3 separate regions of the Mus musculus genome follow, and regions 1 and 2 are each linked to region 3. A link is a contact called in public HiChIP or PLAC-seq data. All regions are on one chromosome and are shown on one strand. Each heading gives the region's core, a stretch centred on a gene start, on an enhancer-like site or on the middle of the called end of the contact. The rest is flanking DNA. Distances are from core to core; before and after follow the strand shown. Region 1 has its middle 11 kb from the start of Cdc20b. Region 2 holds the start of Ccno (cyclin O). Region 3 holds the start of Gzma (granzyme A).

Region 1 (4,579 bases), core at 1,564-4,063, 77 kb after region 3:
TGCCAGAACCCGCAGTAGAAGGAGAGAAGCAACTAATGAAACCTCTGACGCCCACGTGGTATGTTCCAGCACGTGCACATACATGTACGCACACATCATACACACTCACATACACATGATACAAGCATCATATATACACATCACATGCACAACATAATACATACATACATCATATACACGCACATCAAACACATCATACACATATCACAGTCATATATACATCACAAACACATCATACATACCCACATGCACATCATACACACATACCATACACACATGTACATCATACATTAACATACATCATGCCCATATCATACACAAACACACATCATAAATACAGCATGCATACTCATAGACGCATCATACACAGTCACATGCACACAATACACATGTGCATGTGTCATGCACATATGAACATCATACATATCACACACATACACATCGTGCTCACACATAGCATACACAATAATGTATTTTCTAAAAAAAAACCAAAATTGGATGATAATGCTTTATAATCTCACATTTTCCTTGTTATTAATGAAGTAGGTCACACTCGAGAAAGCATTCCTTGGTTTTTATTTTGAATTCCGCATCACCTTTTGTGGAAAATTAAGACCTTTTGAAAGATTACAGCCTGATCTTTTTTACTCTTTTAATTTGTAATATAATGGCATGGAGACAAGAGAAAATGTTAGGTACATTAATATAATTTTCAACTTTGTAGTAAGAAATTGAAATATATATAATATATATATCCATACATGTGATCAATTTAAAACTATTGAGCTTGGGAGGCGGAGGCAGGTGGATTTCTGAGTTCAAGGCCAGCCTGATCTACAGAGTGAGTTCCAGGACAGCCAAAGCTACACAGAGAAACCCTGTCTCGAAAAGAAAAAAAAATCCTATTGAGATATTGCACAACTTTTTGTTTTAGACCCTCAGAGTCCTGTTGTCTCTATACCTGTAGCACATCTCAGATCCTGCCATCTGCATGTCATCGATTAGAAGCCACATCTAGGTTGTAGGCAGGGGTGCTGCAGACCAGCACAGGCCCCTAGAGTGCCAGTGGCTCCTTCTCCCTGGTTGTTTAATCTGGCCCAGCCTTGCTCCTCTGCTGTTCATCCTTGGGTTCAGACACCAAGAAGAGAGTAACTTTTCAACCCTGTTATTAATCTGAAATGATAAGACAGGTCTTTAGTAAGCTTGTTTAAAATGATAAACAATGGGGGCTGGAGAGACGGCTCAGTGGATGACTGCTCTTCCAGAGGTCCTGAGTTCAGTTCCTAGCAACCACATGGTGGTTCACAACCATCTGTAATGGGGTCCAATGTCCTCTTCTGGTGTGTCTGAAGACAGTGACAGTGTACTCATATACATAAAATAAATATTTTTTAAAAGGATAAACAATGTAGGAAGGCTGTCAAATCTTTTGGTGATACATAGATCCCATTACTTAGAGATGATTTTCAAAGTATGGTATTCCAAAACCAATTAGGGATTGTATGCATTTCATTTGTAATTTCAGTTTTCAATATTATCCTTTAAAAAATAAAGGCTCAGAGATTGGTCTCCTGAAAAGAACACAGCCAGGCTGAGAGACAGCAGACATTGTCACGACAATGAAAACAAATATTGTCATTAGTCCACCTGTTCTTTAGGTACTTGACCCAAAAAGGACGCCTTGGCAGTAAATCAAATGAGCATGCATTGTCCCTGAAAGTGGTGCTATGAACTCAAAGAAGCAGCCAGCTCCATTAATAGTTTATTCAGGAATTCTAAGACTCTTAACAGGTTATATATATATATATATATATCCCTTTAAGCATCAGAGTCGCATCTGATATATAGCAGATCTATGTGGGTGGGGGTGCTTTGGATCATCTTAGTTACGTTTCCCCTTTTCTTTTGGAACTCCCTTGACTCAGGCTGAATTGAGCATCGTGTAAATGAGCTGAGATGCTTCATCATCAACCATGGAAGGATGATTCAAACAACCTAAATGTCTGCAATTATCGCACGGCTCAAGAGGCTAAAACCAACCTTGCACCAGTAATCCCACCCTTTAGGAGACAGAGACAAGAGGATAGCAAGTTTAAGGCCAGCCCAGGCTATATAAAGAGTTTCAGGCCAGCGGAGCAGTGGTGGCGCACACCTTTGGTCCTAGCACTCTGGAGGCAGAGGCAGGCAGATCACTGAGTTCCAGGCCAGGCTGGTCTACAGGGAGAGTTTCGGGACAGCCAGAGATACACAGAGAAACCTTGTCTCAAAAACGAAAAAAAAAAATTTAAAACAGAGTGAATTAGGCTAGCCTAGGGTAACTTGAGAGATCCTCCTGCTCCAAAGAAAAAATGTTTAGCCAGGGATGGCGCACGCCTTTAATCCCAGCACTCGGGAGGCAGAGGCAGGCAGATTTCTGAGTTCGAGGCCAGCCTAGTCTACAGAGTGAGTTCCAGGACAGCTAGGGCTATACAGAGAAACCCTGTCTTGAAAAACCAAAAAGAAAAAAAATCTTTAAATCACTGGACTTAAACATTTTACTGAATTTTGCAACAGTCCTCAAACTTCTAGACAATGTAATTTGAATACATGTATCCAGTACCTTAGGGATGCTGGCGCTCTTAGCTTTACTACAGAGATTCTTGCAGCTTTCTCTACACTGAAGGACTGAAAACGTGCCCCTTAGCTGCCCCACGGGATATCTGATCCTCACTCTTAAAGGAAACACTTCCAACTTGACTGCTGCAGTAAGTACACGTACCTGTGGAAACACAGCAGCCCTGCGTTAACATTTTCCACGCAGTTGAAGTTAACAAGTGGGCCACAATTGCAGCACAATCATGTTTACATTTCAGTGACATTAGACACGAGGACCTGGTTTACTAGGGGAGAACAGCCCTGAAATTCCCCTTCATGGGAACAGGAAACAGCAGCGGCGCACTAGAGAAATTTGCGGTCGCCCACCTGCCAATCCCTTCCCAAGTTCATAAAGATAAAATAGTGACTGTAGACGCCACCTCTGCTCTCTCTTCCTTTCAGATGTTACACACTCCAGTTTAAGCGCGCGCGCGCGCACACACACACACACACAACACTTCAGTTTAAGCACGAACACACACACACACACACACACACACACACACACACACTACAGAGGAGATAGTAAAAGCCACAAGGATTTGCTAGGCTTGGAATCCAGCTCTGTGGTAGAGCACTTGGCAAGGTTCTGGGATTGACTCCTAGCACTGGACAAGATCAGCTTCCCTCTGGGAGCATTGAAGGGAGGAGGGAAGGGAAAGATGTTTACTGTCACACCTCCAACACCAACAGACTGTGAGTCACAGGATGAGACACAGAGGCACAGGGACAGCCTTTAATATAAAGCCATTTTTAAGCTTCCCCTTCAAGTTAAAGAATTTCCATTCCAATTTCACAATTCTTTGTTTACTGCCCTTTTTCAGATCCTCAGGTTTCAATATTTATCTTAGATTACATAATTCAAAACTGTACCGCCATTCTAAAGGTACAAATGGCCAGATTTTGAAAGAAAGACCTGATTTTTATTTCCTCGAATTTTTATTCCCTTTGGGAAAAAAATAGCTATAGAAACCATTAATGATTCAATTCGTATTTGTTAAAAGGCTCAACCACATACTATTGGTTAAATACGTTGCTCTGGGGCTGTGGAAATGGTTTAGCAGGTGAAGTGTTTGTTGTACAAGCAGAAGAATTAAGTTCTGATCCCCAGGGCCCATGAAAATACCCAGTAGGCACAGCAGCCTGCCTGTAATTCCAGCACTCAAACTGCAGAGACAGGATCCCTGGAGCAAGCTGCCTCTCTAGACTTAGCTAGACTGGTTCTATCATCTAGGAAGGTCCAGGTTCAAGAAGATACTCTGCCTCAGTAAATGAGCTGGGCAAAGTTCACGGAAGGCTTTCCAATATCAGCATCGAGGCTCCACCCACTACATGCCCCCCACATGTGCACATAAGTGCTTTTACACATTTGAATGCCCACTACCAGTTGCTTCTTAATGCAGTCAGGAATCTGGATGGCTTTTGATTGCCAGAAACTTCTTTGGTTTTTAAGATTTTTCTCTTAACATGGAAATGTATCTGGCTGATTGTGTGTGTGTGTGTGTGTGTGTGTGTGTGTGTGTGTACGCGTGCGCAATTTTGGAAGTGAGGTTGGCATTAGGTGCCTTACTCATCCTCTTTCGAATTTTTGAGACAGGGATTTCCCCTGAACCTGGAACTCATTGTGCTGACTCGGCTGGATGGGCAGCAGGCTCCAGAGTCCTTGTCTCCTCCCACTGAGCAATGGGGTCATATGAACATGCCCCTACTCCTGGCTTTTATATGAGGATTGAGGATCTGAACTTGGGTCGTCGTGCTTACCCTGCAAGCACTTGACCCATTAAGCCACGCCCTCAGACCCCATGTTATTTATATTCTTTTCTTTAACTGGCACCTGACTTCTGAAATGCCACGGGTGTTTTGGTACATGTGCACTCCGTGTAATGTTCAGGATGACTGTATCTACTCAAACATTTACCAGAAGAAATTTGAATTTCTTCACATT
Region 2 (4,349 bases), core at 738-3,237, 110 kb after region 3:
CCAGGGTTTGAGCCTCTAGAGCTTCGGTGACCTCAGCCTGGCCGGCTTCCATGCGCCACTGAGTGAAGTGCTCCAGGAAGAAGTTGATGGTGGGCGCGCCCAGGCTGAAGTGGAGCTTATGCAGCACGATGCACTCCAGGTTGCACAGCTGCTGCCGGGAGAACGCACCGCCGCACAGGGCCAGGAGCTGTTTCAAGCGAGGTGGGTGCACCTCTACCTGCAACACAGAGTGTGCTCCAGTTCCGGACTGGTGGGTACCTGGGACCCAAATCCATCCAGCCTAAAACCCGGGAGAAAACTGGGACTCGAACTCTATATTCCTTCCACTTCCACAATTCCGCTCCTGAAACCTCTCCCCCCACCCACAGCTGCTAGTGCACCTTCTCTATCTACAACCCAACTTTAAAATGTGTGTGTGTGTGTGTGTGTGTGAGAGAGAGAGAGAGAGAGAGAGAGAGAGAGATTGACTTTAAAAGCATCTTTTCCAGAGACAAGTACCACAAAGCTTTGGTTGGGCGGCCAGCTACAGCCTAACCTCTTTGTAGTCTGAAAGGATTGTTGCTGTGAGTGGTAAGAGAAGTTAAGGCTATGACATGGAAAGATCTTCGAGCATCTGCCCAGATAAGCCAAGCAACCCAGCCCTAAGCCATGCACGAGTTGGGGAAGGGGGGCGCTGGCTGCAAACACATCGCACTCTTTCGCCTGGTGGTACCTGCTTGCAAGCGATGAGCAGACAGGTGACCCCGAGCAGCTGGAAGCAGTCTGCAGCAACAGGGGTCGTGAGGAGAAAACGGTCCAGAGTATTCACGGTCAGACACAGCGACTCGAAAGAGAGGCCGAACTGGCGGTGGACTTGCAGGAGCCAGCTGAGCAGTTTACAGCGCGATTCGGCAGTCACCTGGCCGGGAGCGAGAGGGGGAGTGTGCTGAAGCGCGCGCCCGAACAAAACAATCCAGAGAGGCAGAGAGGCAAAGGGGAAAACGCTAAATGACTGAAAAATAGGAGGCACGTGGGGGGGAGGGGGGGAGGTACGGGCCTGCCTTAAACCAGGCGTTCCGGAACGCCTGGGAACGTTTGGGCTCGCGCCTGGTATTGTGCACAGTGCATTAGGGCACACTACCCAGTCTAACCCTCTCAGCAAGTCAAAGGGACTATAAGGGGTGGGGGGTGGGGGGTAAAGTTTTTGTTTTTTTTTTAAACAGAAGTGCAAGCAAATTTAGGAGTTCTGGATCTGACGTAGAAGCTGTCGAACTGCGTTATAATAAAACTCCTCTACCCACCCCCTATAACTTCCGATATCCACCTCTCCACCCACAACCTTTCTCCATCTAAATAGGTCAGTGGGCCAATCCTTGAAGGTCCCAATTGCTCCTACTGATGGCAGATAATGGGCTGCAATGACTAGGGCTGTGCGAAGGGCAGCCAGCAGCCATGGAGAGAGCGAGCTAGCCTGGGAGAGACAGAAGCGCGACGGCCCCGGGTCTGGCTCTTGCCAGCGCCTCACTTGTGGCTGGCGCGCCAGCGACTCCCGCGGGTGGAAAAGATTCTCCTGCGCCTTTCGGAAGTCGTAGCAGCTCTGGCCGTATTCTCGGAAGGTCTGGAGATCCAGCGCTGTCAAGGGCTGGGCAGGGTTGAGTAGGGAGCTGCAGTCCCGCGCCGCAGACACTGCGGGGCTGTCGGCGCCGTCCGAGCTGGAGCTGGGGGACTCGAAAAGGTCACAGACGCCCGAGTCTCCCGGGAGCGAACACGCGTTCAGCGGCCGCAGCGGCTTCTTTCTCCGGAGGCACGGGCGTCTGCTCTTCTTCACTGGGGCGCGGAGGTTCTGGTGGCTGTCTCGCCTCCCGGCTCCCGCGGCGGGGCTGCCCGGGCTGGCAGGGCAAGGGGTAACCATGTTACAATCGGGTAGCGCTCCTAGCGTCTACGACGCCCGGAGCGTCGGCGCGAGAGCTGCGAGGAAGATCCGGTCCCGCTGGCGGCGCAGCTCTAAGTACCCGGACTGTGCCTTCCCTCCACCACTCCCCCGGCCTCTCACTGGCTGAGCCCCGAGCCGCCCACGGGCCGCGCTTTCCCGGAGGCAGAGCCACACCCCTCGCGTGCGAGCAACGCGTGGCCCCCGCGCTGGTTGCAGGGGGAGGAGGCGTTGCAACTCCCGCCTCTCACCCGCCTTCAGCTGCAGGCTCCGCGCGTCTGTCGTCACCGTGGCAACCGCAGCCCGGGTCCTGGCGCCAGCTGCTTGAGCTCGGTGGAAGAGCGTAAAGATCACTGGCCACCTAGGGGAGCCATGGGCCGTCTGAGCGGTTCAGCCGCCCCCGGAAAAAGGGAAAGGCTGCTCCGGGGAACCTGGTCCTTGGTTAGATTGTCTGGCCTGGTGTGATCATCTTTTATGCCAACCCTCATCCAGGTGGGTCCGCCTCTGAGCTCCGGACCAAGATCAGGCTAGGTTTTCTTCAGTGACCCATAAAAGGACTTGATTTGCGACTATTTTATTTCATTCCGCTGGCCCAGGGAAGGAGAACTTTGGCGCGTCGCTAACGTCTGTTAAGTATGTGGGAGCCCGTCCTGTCAGACAGGTATTTGTGATCCAAAAACGTAGGAAGTTACTTCAAATGACCGTCGCACAAGCCCGCTGCCCTCTGGATACTTTGCCCCGCACTTTTCATCCCGAGCCAAACACGCCAAGGCTGCAGCCGTTTAGGGCCTTAATGTCACAGGTGGCATTTCTGTGGAATTGCTCACAGTGTGTTCTGCTTTGGGTCATTAGCTTTTAACCCTCTACCTTTCTAGGTTATTCTTTGTGCCCAGGGTAGGATGGAGGGAAATCAAAGGAATGCAGAGTTGGGGGAGGGGGAGGCGCGGGGACAAGAGAGAAAGGTAGAATGTGACACCTTCTCCATTCTCAACCCGTGTACTCCAAACTCCGGTCCTGATCTAAAAGAGACGTTAAGGCGCTGTGAGTTCTGCACACGCGGCCGTCCTCACTGATTCCAAAGACAGCTGGAAATTGTTGGAGTCCACGTGCAAATCCTCCCCCTAGAAACTTGCCAGAGAAGCAGGTGAGGGGAAAGGGCTGGATTTCAGCTTCTCGCCTCCGTTTCTATTCTCTGTGATTCTGAAGGCGCTTTAAATTGCAGCACTTGTGTGACGCGGGGTTGCTGAGAATCACCTGAGAGGAGTTTTCTACATGCAAGTGCCTGGCTTTCTGTCTCCTCTCAGGCTGTTGATGGGTAACATTACGGGGAGATCAACCGAATCCACAGCAAGGGGGCCACATAGCAGACCTCTTCCTAGAAGAGTTTTCTGGGTGAGGAGGAAGGATCTAGGAACTCTCTGATTCTGCCTCTTGGTCCAGCGGGAAAGAGCACAAAGCACCTCATCAGTAGGATCCAGAGTGTACCTATTTAATGATCTTGTTCAGCAAGACATTATTCGGTCTCCATTTCGTCGTCTGTAAAAGGATATTACTTGCCTTGCGAGTCAAGTAACATCGATGAGAAATCTTGAAACTCCCCCCCCCCCCGTTAATTTATTTTATTTATTCACTTTACATCCCTATCGCAGCTCCTCCTCCTCTCAGTTACCGCCTCACATCGCCCCTTCCCCCTCCTTCCCTGCATTGAGAAGGGGCCGCCCTCTCCCTCTGAGTACTAACCCATCCTGACACACCAAGCCCCTGCAGGCCTGGGCACAAGCTCTCCCGCTGTGGCCAGACAAGGCAGCCACAAGCAGACAACAGTCAGGGACGGCTCCCACTCCAGTTGTTGGGAGACCCTCTTGAAGAGAAAGTCCTTTTTAAATGCAAAATAGTAGAGTCCTCTTGAACCTGATCCAGGGGGGTCAAGAATGTTGTTCTGCTGGGGGAAACTGAAGACTGATCAGGCCATCTGTGTGTGGTAAGGCTCTCCATGCTGAACAGACTTTTTTCCCCCAAGGCCTGTACTTAGAGTCAATCCCAACAGACACTGCCTGAGTCTCAGCTTGAAGGACCTATTATTCAGCTTTGGCAGAGTGCTTGCTGTGTCGCCTGCTGTGTGGAACCTGCAAGGAGCTGGTGTTCAGGTGGGATAAACAAAGAGCCATGTGCCATTCTTAAAGGACTGAAATGTGAGCCGGGCGTGATGGTGCACGCCTTTAATCCCAGCACTCGGGAGACAGAGACAGAGGCAGGTGGATTTCTGAGTTCAAGGCCAGCCTGGTCTACAGAGTGAGTTCCAGGACAGCCAGGGCTACACAGAGAAACCCTGTCTCAGAAAAGGCCAAAAAAAAAAAAAAAAAAAAAACCAAAACCAAACAAACAAAAAAGGACTGAAATGTGATGGGGGAGGGGACCAAGATATCAATTTAAATTCAAA
Region 3 (4,393 bases), core at 22-2,521:
GCAAGTGTGAATTTGTAAAAGGAAAAAAAAAAACTGACAAGAAAATTACTCATGAAAACCTGAAGCATGCTATCTCACGATCTCCTGCTATCTCACTGATGTTCCCGACAATGATGAAATGATAATGACCAAATGATAACGTGGGACCAAGAACCACAGGTGTCTCAGCAGGGGGCCCTTCTAAGGTCACGTGGTTTCTGAAGAAGTACTCAGTTGGCCTGAAGCCACAAGGTGTTAACGGTGGGGACGAGGGGCTTAACCAGACATCCTCGTGGGACAAACATAGAGCCGGCCCTGTGCCTCACGACAGAGACCACTTCCTCTACTCAGATAGAAAGCTCAAGACTTTCTACTAGAAACCAAGTCAGCACTGTCCTCCAGAGACGGACCATGGAGGATGTCTGTTTCAAGAAAGCAACTGTCCCTAATGCTGGGACAAATTAACCTATCCTTGATTACACGTACTTTATTATTACGGCACGAACTACTGTCCATAAATGTCCCTCTAGACCTCTGCTTGTATTCGTCTTATCTATTCTTATAACCCAAGAAAATAGGTAAAAAGAAATGTGCTTTGGGACCAATTTTAGGACTTTTTTTTTTAATTCCAAGTGTGTGTGTGTGAGAGAGAGAGAGAGAGAGAGAGAGAGTGTGTGTGTGTATACATGTGTATGCATATGCACGAAGAGACCAGAGATTGACCCTGGCATCTTCCTCAAGCAGTTCCCACTATCTTTTGAGACAGGGTCTCTCACTAAACCTGGAGGTTGCCAGTGCAGTTAGATCTTCCTATCTCTGCAGTTCTGGGATCACAGCCACACGCTATTGCACCCAGATTGTTTTGTGGGTTCTGGGGATTTGAACTCAGGTCCTTGTGTTTGTGTGGCAAGTACTTGAACAGATGATCTACCTCCTTAGCATCTAAAACTCTGATTTCTGGCTTTTCAAAGAGCTCCTACTAAGGGACCCTGAAGAAAATATGGCCATTGATAAAAACACCCCAACTGAGTCATTTCTAGTCCCTGCTTATGAACTACATTCTAATGGCAACACGATTCTCTTCCCTCTCAGCTTTCCCTAGGAGGCTACAAACCTCCATCTCCACCGGGCAGCACAAACTACAACAGCACTACTGCAGGTGAGGAGGGACAACGCCTACTCTCCCTATTTTAGTTTCATTTTCCAGCTCTACACCTGGACATTTGAAAGAGAAGAACAAAACCACATCCTTTGCACTCTCATATATAAGTAGAAAGAAACAAACACAGAGATCCCTGCTGATTGGGGTGGGAGAGCCACGATGAGGAACGCCTCTGGTCCCCGGGGGCCATCTCTTGCTACTCTCCTTTTTCTTCTGCTTATTCCTGAAGGTAAGACAGACTCATGTAATTTTCATCAAAACCATCATAGAATAGATTTGTGGGGTGCTTTCACCATGATGTCTTAAGTATAACTGAGAATACTCAAAGCCTGGGAACACTTAGCATTCATTTTTGAATTTCAGTAGTTTTAGAGGAAAAAATATGTATTCATAGTTTCTTTCCAAAAATTAGCAGAACCACCAATGGAGATTGCTGCCGATTTATAGCTTGAATATTGCCTTAAAAGGGAACTTGAGATGAGCAAAGAAATGAATGAAATACTCTTGAGTTGGGAGATCAACCTGTCTTCCAAGAGAGGTAATAGTGGTAAATGAGGCATCTCAGCCTTTCTTTCTTTGACTACTGTGCAGACAGCTTTGGAGAGGGTCACACCTAACCAAGCTGGACAGCAGAAGCTAATGAGGACTGTGGGGAGTTTCTCACTATTTCTCTTGGTTAGTGTTTTCCTGGCAAGTCTTCCTGACTCTGGGGAAGATCTCTCACACGGACTGCTTGGGAGAGCTGTAGTATTTTCTCTTCAGCTGTTCCTGCTATGTAGTGAATAGGAACCAATATTCCTGTCTGAGGGAAAGGACCATGCACTGGTGGGAATGCCATCATTGTTCTTGCCCTGACCCGGGAAGAACAACAGCTTCTGTGAGGTTCTCCATGTCCCTTGAAGAACCTGGTAGGAAGATTGGCGGGGGGTAAAAATGGCAGGCAAATATGGAAACCGCCAGGATTTACCCCAGGACAAATAAGCTTTTAGAAGTAGGAGATGCAGAGAGGAATCTAAAAGAAGTCCTAGGATTTAGCGTGTGACTAACAATGAAAGGGAATTTTAAAACAAGGTTGAAAGATGTTTGAGACCAAAAGTGGACACATGACCAGCATGGCAGTGCTATGAGATTAGAGCAGATTTTCTTTCCTCTTTATTCCTTTATAATTGAATTTTGGTTTTCTGAGGTTTTTTTTTTAATCCAATTATTTATTTTCTTCAAAGTAAACAGTAAGGACAACTTTTCCTTTTACACTTTGTTTTCCGTGTTCAGAGCAGCTGTGTGGACCCAGAAGGGAGGGAGCAAGAACGCAGTACGTCATATGCTGGACTAGTCAGAGCAGTCTGGCAGGCTTTTGAAACAATGTCTGAACACCCCAGCTCCTGCCTCACAAATTCTACTAATATGACTCTGAATGGGGTGAGCATTGCTGGTCTTTAAAGCTTTCCACCTGCTCTAATCCTTATGACGACCTTTTTAAGACTGGCTGGTGGCAACCTGGCCCTACTGCTCAGGCCAGCATGTGTGCTCAGAGCCAGAGCCCTACAGAAGAGAATCTCCTTGAATTCATCATGATGTCCACAGATAGTCCTTTGCAGTCCAGCTTTGTGAGAGTCACCCCAGGAAAACTAGGGATGTGGATAAATTCCCTTTGATTCTGTTCCATTCTATTTCTGAAGCCTAAAATTCTGCCTTCGTCCCAATTCCCTTATGGAAAGTGAACCCTGCCTTCTCTCTTCCTGCCTCTCACTCTCCTCAACCTGATGAGAAGTTCCAGGTCTACAACTGACACTTTGGGCCAGTAGTTGGACTTCGTTATGGAATAAGAAGTGTTGATCTCTACTCAAGCAAACATAACACTCAGCCAAAACGGGCAGAAGGGTTTCAGGAGAATCCAGGAATATTTTGCATAGAAGTTGAAATCCAGAAGCTCTGTCACAGGACACAAGGTCATTTCCCATCAACCATGCCTGCGTTGTGCCTCTCTGTCTCCCCATTCTCTCACAGTAGATCTATTAGCCTGGCCCATTTCATGCAAGTTCTGCTAAGGCTGATTATCTACTCATAGTTCCTCTGCTCCTTATAGTTCATTTGGAAAGGGTTTTAACTAAACCATGTTAGGTCTGGGGATTGAATGAGAACCTGAGGTGCAACCTGTGTTATTCTCCTGACTTGTGGATGAGAGTGCTGCTCTTGATACCTGAAATCTCACAGTGACCACAGTCTTCCTGAAGGGTCACAGGTAAAAGGTGCAAACATCAACTTGTATACTGTGATTTTGAACGGCCTCTGAGTGAAAGTGGGAAAGCAGCAGGCTTCTAAAAACCCACTCCTTGCCCTGCTTCAATTCACACTCATCCAGAGGGGAGTAGGGACACCAGGGCTTGCATAATCACCAGCAGCTCCTCTATAGCAACCACTGCTGGTGCTGACCACCGCACAGCTCTCTGCCCTTAGCAAACCCTGAGCTCTGAGACTACAGTTATGACAGATCTCCAGCTGAAAGGTTCCCAGGCCACCAGTGGCAGGCTCCTGTGGATGTGAGAGCAGGAGCCCAAAAGGGTCAAGACTTAGGGTGAGACTTCAGGACTACATTGGGTATAAATATAAGGTGATATCGAATTCTCTCCAAATTCAAAAAGCATGCCTTGTTCCAGAAATGTGGCTTTCTTGAGGGACTATTAGCAATGGGCACTGACCAGGCTGGCCTTCTTCTGTTGAACAGGAGGCTGTGAAAGAATCATTGGAGGAGACACGGTTGTTCCTCACTCAAGACCGTATATGGCTCTACTTAAACTTAGTTCAAATACCATCTGTGCTGGCGCTTTGATTGAAAAGAACTGGGTGTTGACTGCTGCCCACTGTAACGTGTAAGTTCTTGAGATTAAAATGATTTTGGATATATAGTCTATTGAAAAGAGATAGTGATAATAAGACTATATCTCGCTAACACATGGAAAAACTACATATTTTTTCATATATAAGGGAAGTCTTTGACAACCTGCCTTGATCTGAAATGTAGTTAAGCCCAGATTTGTCACAAGGAGTCAAGTCAATGAGGATATAATGTCCATAAGGTCTATCCATGGGGGGGAAGACACACACACACACACACACACACACACACACACACACACACACGAGAGAGAGAGAGAGAGAAACAGGCTTGCTGGTATAGGGAGGTAGTAGAGTAAAACTCGAAAGAAATGGGATAGAACAGGAGTGAATATGACCAGGAGACATCATATCTAA

What was found. HiChIP or PLAC-seq counts read pairs in DNA pulled down with a chosen protein or histone mark.
Region 1: an H3K4me3 HiChIP or PLAC-seq map of the SCID.adh cell line shows a contact between it and region 3, with 16 read pairs. The contact joins the enhancer-like site here to the promoter of Gzma in region 3. A contact is called at or near these places in 2 of 39 promoter capture datasets (cranial neural crest and embryonic stem cells), 1 of 15 datasets of contacts at CTCF or cohesin (CD8 T cells), 3 of 115 datasets of contacts at active chromatin or transcription factors (CD8 T cells, the SCID.adh cell line and effector CD8 T cells) and 3 of 9 other capture datasets (adipose tissue, liver and pancreatic islet).
Region 2: a contact with region 3 is called in an H3K4me3 HiChIP or PLAC-seq map of the SCID.adh cell line, with 17 read pairs. The contact joins the promoter of Ccno here to the promoter of Gzma in region 3. A contact is called at or near these places in 3 of 39 promoter capture datasets (embryonic stem cells, liver and stem cell-derived epiblast-like cells), 1 of 484 Hi-C or Micro-C datasets (olfactory sensory neurons), 3 of 115 datasets of contacts at active chromatin or transcription factors (the SCID.adh cell line, effector CD8 T cells and memory CD8 T cells) and 3 of 9 other capture datasets (adipose tissue, liver and pancreatic islet).

Annotation. Positions count from the first base shown.
Region 1 is chr13:113,022,350-113,026,928 of GRCm38.p6, reverse strand. No RefSeq gene overlaps it. Among named protein-coding and RNA genes, the nearest start is that of Cdc20b, 11 kb to the left of the region's middle. Within about 2 kb of position 2,813, at least 32 of the 459 cell types and tissues checked have an H3K27ac peak or open chromatin away from gene starts, as enhancers often do. A contact at or near this core is called in CD8 T cells and the SCID.adh cell line, where this site is marked.
Region 2 is chr13:112,985,440-112,989,788 of GRCm38.p6, reverse strand. Ccno (cyclin O) reads right to left here and starts at 1,987. Exons shown (of 3, transcript NM_001081062.1): 1 at 1,505-1,987; 2 at 713-898; 3 at 1-217. The coding sequence starts at 1,891.
Region 3 is chr13:113,097,859-113,102,251 of GRCm38.p6, reverse strand. Gzma (granzyme A) reads left to right here and starts at 1,271. Exons shown (of 5, transcript NM_010370.3): 1 at 1,271-1,370; 2 at 3,867-4,011. The coding sequence starts at 1,301. It also overlaps a transcript of Cdc20b not described here.